Regions from separate parts of the Gossypium hirsutum genome. Here region 1 is linked to region 2. The links are chromatin contacts, called in public Hi-C maps. All regions are on one chromosome and are shown on one strand. The core of a region is the stretch at or near the end of the contact, and the rest is flanking DNA. Distances in the headings are between cores, read along the strand shown.

Region 1 (2,700 bases), core at 32-2,531, 550 kb after region 2:
CCTGTAGGAAGCTTGAACTGTTACTACTGGCCTTCTAGAGGAAGAAAGATGCAGTTTTCCTAAGCCATTACAATTGAATGACAAGTTTGTGGGACTAGCACCCCCTGCTGTCTTTAAATGTGAGCCTAAACACACACACACAAAAAAAGTAAGGAACAAAACAATGATACAGCTTTGGTGTAGACATACAATAGAAAATAGAATTAATATTAGTTTAGTTTTGCGTTTGTATAAAGAGCAAAGACAACCAATTTTCTGATTTCAAAGAACGGACATGAACATGATGACGATAATGATGGTATGATCTAAAAATCTGAATCAACACTAAAACCCTGATTCTTGTTGTAAAAGATCTGAACGGCTGAACTAAAATAAACAAACAATCATGAGCATCATGTCAAACAATCAATTCCAACCAAGCTATTACCTTTAGCGAATCCAATCGTTATCTTTTCATCTTTAGCTTACAGCATTTGCAGTCGGTTATTTCCCCAGGGTTTAAGGGTACACCAAGTCAAATATTTTATAAGTATGCTAACAAATTTAAAGAACGAATAAGGCCTATTGTAATTATTCTACTACCCTCCCACAGCTTCAATATTGAAAATTTAATCAAAGTCCACAGATACAACGAAGATGGATCATATTCCTTCAATTTTTTTTTCTGCATCACTATCTTATTTCACTGAATAAAAAAAAAACAAGTACAGTTTAGGGCAATCAAAATTAAGCAGGGTCTTGAACCCAAAAAAATCATGGAAATGACTAGTGTAGAACTAAATGCAGCTAAAAGTTTTCAGCTACTGCAATAAATCCGACGGCCTAAGCAAGAAAGAAGAGGAGAGTATTAATTTATTATGCATTAGAACTTAGAATTTGAATCATATTCCATTTAAAATAAAGTTGATTAGAACGAATGAACAGAAAAAACAAGATTAGAAGAAAAAAAGAACAGAGATGAAGAAAAGGAATTATATTACCAGAAGAAGATAATTGGAATGGAAGACTTGTGGGTAAAACCAAAGAATTAGAGAGGATAGTCATAATGTAAGAGAGAGAGAGAGAGAGAGAAAGAAATGCAAAGGAAAGGAAGCAGGTGAGAATTGAAAGCAGGGAAGTTGATTTTGACTTTGAGAAGCCCTGTGGTGGAAGTTGTTGGGCCAGGCCTAACTTCTTCTATGGCGCCCGTTGTTTACTTATATTTCTGAAATATAGATATTTATCAGTTCTGGGACATCATGAGGGTTTCTGTGCTGGTTCAGAATTTGTAGTCCAATACTCCAATTCTGTCATGCAGTGCTACAAGTTATTTTAATATTAATTTATTTAATATATTTAATCGAAAGAATTATAAATTTAATTTAAAATATTTTAAAAAATTATAAATATTATTATAATAATATTTTATTTTTTATTTTTATATAAATTAAAAATATTTTAAAACACTAAAAAATAATCGAGGTCCAAGAATCAAACTGGAATTGACGAAAATTTGTACATTTATTATTAAGATTTTTATAAATATATTTTTACATAAAAGATTTTACTTTTACACACGTGAGTGTGATATAATCCAACGTTCTAAAATTAAATTAATTCAACCAAAATATTATACAACTCCCATTGTATGCTTGGAAATTGGTTTTAACCGAGCAAAGTGAATGGCTTTGGGCAGAGAATCCACTTAAAATTGTTAAATCAACCTAAACAATCGATAGTGTGCCAACTTGACATATTTATGTGCTTTATTCAATTTGGCGTTGTGCCTTTCTACCGTTTTCTTTTCTTTTTCTATTTTATTTTTTTAGCTTTATTCAATTATATTTCCTTTGTTATTTTCTTTTATTATGAGCAACTAAATCAATTTCTAACCAAAGGTAAACCAAAATTCGATATTTGAATTGTGAGATCCGAAATCGTATTTAACCCTTCTCGTTAAGGTATTTGCTTTTTCTCCAGGTCAAGAGATAGATAGGATCGTCTCATAGTATTGTTTTTAGCTCCATGTCAAGAAGGATCCTTTATACAGTGCTGGGAACAATACACAATTGGTACAACTAATTTGGTGCTGAATTACTTTACCGATGAACAAATTGGTGTGGTTCAATTGGTAGTGCAGTTGGGTGACGTCGTGGGATTAAGTGATCTAATCTAAATGATCCACGCAGTTGAGATTGTTAACAAGAGTATGATTCTTCTAGTTTGCAAGGCTGCTGACGGATTAAGTCGTGGAAGCGTCTTTTGGGGTTATTCATTCGATAAGGGTTAATCGTTGGGTGGTTCCCACGATTATTTACGATTAAGGAAGAATTGGTTGTTGAAGCGTCCTTAATCACTATATATGTAACTGCCCGCCCAATGAAGTTCTAGTATTCGGTTACTGTTTATCGAGATATGGTCTTTAAAGTAAATTTTGAATAAGGTATTAGTTTTGACTAAGTATAAGACTCTATGAATACGCTAACTGGGGAATCTTGTGTTTGGCGAGCTCAGTAGTTTGGTCTGTAGAGTATACACCACCCTAGTTGTTTAGGCGTTTAAGTTAAGTTCGTAATTTGATAGAATTAGTTATTATTTTTGGGTGGGACGATTTAGTTAGTCTAAGGAGAACTGGTTAGAATGGAACTAAATTACTATAGTTGATAAGACTAAAATTATGGTAAGAGTACTTAGTCACGGTTATCGAGGGAGGGTTAGTGG
Region 2 (2,700 bases), core at 192-2,691:
TACTCCTGAAAGGGAATAGGTCTTACTTACCCAATCCAAGCTTCTTAGGTCTAGGTCTCAATAGCTGTAACAGTAAGGAAACAGAAGCAGAGGTGCACAGGAATTGATCAGCAAGACGGATTACATATAGATCCAATTTTGAAGGTAGATGAGAATGGAACTTACAATACGATCTTCACCATAAAGTTTCTGCAGTTGTTTCACAACTTCCTGAGTACCATCAGGGCTCCCATCATCCACAACAATTATTTCAAAATCTACATCCCTACTCCAGGCAATATCACAAGTAGTTACATAAATATGACAGATATTGCAAACTACCACAGTATAAGAGGAAAGGTTTTTAAGGTAGGTACACTTATCTCGCGAGTGTTAGGCCAGTTACATTGTCATTAATTTTATATGAAAATAAATCCTTTATGCCCCATGACAGACACAAAGCAATGGCATAGTGGGAAAGGTGGAAACTAATTCAAATAATGTACTGATTTGTAGTGAAAACTTTGGCCCCAAGAACATCAAAATTTGAGAAGTTTTAACATATAGCCACTTGAATTTACAAAGACTAGAAGAATACTACTAAAAGGACAAAAAATAGGATCATTGATTAAACTCCTACGGTTTAATTTCACAAGGCTGTTTAAGTGTATAATTAATTCATATGTATAGGCACCAAATCCGGGGGGAAAGTGTAGAGTTATATAAAAACAACAGGCGCTTCAATATATTGCCGGATAATTTATTTATTCCAGAAAACAGAAACTAAATATGACAGTATTGTCATATTTATGTATACTCATTATCCAATTCAAATCATTTGCATAAAATGAAAATACTGAACGGGACGCCACTTATAAACTCGATGAATACAAGAGGGGCAGAAGAAAGAGCACGAATTTGAGATATGTAATCAGATCTCGATAGAGCACGTTAAAAATACTAAAATTAAGAGTTCAGCGATCAAAGAAAAAAAAAATTTTAAAGGAGAGAGAATTGAAGTTGGGAGAAATACCGGAGATGTTTGAAGATGAGATAGACGATGAGAGCAATGTTGAGGCGCTCGTTGTAAGTAGGTACTATTATGCTGTACTTGTTCTTCTGCTCCATTTTTTCTTCTTCTGTGTAAATACCTTGGCCTAAATCTTTATTTTCTGTGTTCTTTTGTTTCGCTGACTCATTTCTCATTTGAATTTTTCAACGATGAATCGGGATGCTGACTTTTGCTTGCTAGACTACCTTGAAATTGGGCTAAGGCCTAGGAACAAAGCAGGCCGCTTCAACCGAGAAGGTACCAACTCGGTTAATCTCATAGCCGGACTCCCATAATTGAGCTACAATGCTGCAAAAGAATAAAATGCTAAATGAGAATTTTTTATTGGTTAAAATACTAAAAATCCCTCGAATTTTACTCAAAGTTTGCAGAATCCTATCTGGTCCAAATAACGGCAACTTTTTATTTCAAATGAAAGTTTATGTAGGTATGAATTAAAGATTAAGGATTTATTTTAGATATAACTAAAAAGTGAAAAAGATTTACAAGGCTAAAAGTATTAGGGAATTTTTTATATTAAAAGTCTGATTACATTTATTCTTTCACTTAAAATATGGACAAATTGATTCTGTACATTAAATCAAAAAATAAACCGGATCTTTTGATTATTCCATCACTACACCAATTGTTAGCGTTATAAATGTACAAAAATTTTAATAAAAAAATTAATTTATTCTTTAATTTAATATACAAAAATTAATTTACCTATTTTTTAAGTAGAGGAAAAAAAGACAAATGAATTCCTTAAACTTATAATACGTCTGCCACTTACAAGTTGGTTAAGGATTTAGTTAAGTGTATACAAAGTATACATATTTATATAAATAAACTAGTAAAGTGCAGGGTTTTATTTATTTATTTTATTTAATATTTTAACCTTTGTTTTATTGAAGTATTTCAGCTCATAGCGTTGAAGTTGAAATCTCATGATCAGACATGGGAATTTCGATGCAATAACTAGTAATTAAGCAGACTATACTGTTGTTGTCTACATACAATTTACAAACTGCAAACAAAACTAAATCCCCTGCTTACTCATTCCTCACATTATTATTATTATTATTATTATTATTATTATTATTATTCACAAAACAAAAACCAGCACTTATTACGCATAGGGTTGGCGCAGGAGCCGAAAAGCTTAGTCGTCCGGGGTTCTGTCCTCCATCTCTTCCACTTCCGGCTCATCTAACTTACTTCCCACAATCTTTTTGTCTAGCACAGAAGCTGCTGGTTCTTCAATACTTTCCTGCTTTGCTCCATCTTTTTGCAATTCCTCATCGAAACTGGCGGTGTCACGGTCATTAGTTTCTTGTGGATTTTCTTTATCTCCATGATCAACCTGGGGAGAATCTTAAACAATCTGTCAGTTCAAGTTTTCATTCCTAGGCTCAGGGCCCATATAAACAGCCACAGATTATATCACCTACCAAGATAGCCGATTCCTCAGCATTCTTCTGCTTTGATGCATCCATTTCTAATGTCTCACTGACACTAATTACATTGATACCATTAGTTTCTTCTACACTTTCATCCACTTTATAATAAACCTGTGGAAAATTTGTAAGAAATCTGTCAGTCCATGTTGACCGTAGATACAGGCGGAGATTCGATGTCCATGATACCATATAAGGTTGGAAATCTATAAT

The links. A called contact is a pair of places that touch in the nucleus more often than the background predicts.
Region 1: a contact with region 2 is called in a Hi-C map of leaf, with 2.0 times the contacts expected there. The contact joins the promoter of LOC107910298 here to the promoter of LOC107910686 in region 2. A contact is called at or near these places in 2 of 34 Hi-C or Micro-C datasets (hypocotyl and leaf).

What each region holds. Positions count from the first base shown.
Region 1 is chrD02:24,527,393-24,530,092 of Gossypium_hirsutum_v2.1, forward strand. It overlaps LOC107910298, which reads right to left and starts at 1,282. Exons shown (of 5, transcript XM_016838105.2): 1 at 981-1,282; 2 at 2-125. The coding sequence starts at 1,044.
Region 2 is chrD02:23,978,129-23,980,828 of Gossypium_hirsutum_v2.1, forward strand. LOC107910686 (dolichol-phosphate mannosyltransferase subunit 1) reads right to left here and starts at 1,442. Exons shown (of 9, transcript XM_016838645.2): 1 at 1,013-1,442; 2 at 166-265; 3 at 31-64. The coding sequence starts at 1,185. It overlaps LOC107910685 (1,4-alpha-glucan-branching enzyme 1, chloroplastic/amyloplastic), which reads right to left. Exons shown (of 15, transcript XM_016838642.2): 14 at 2,482-2,601; 15 at 1,995-2,393. The coding sequence ends at 2,193.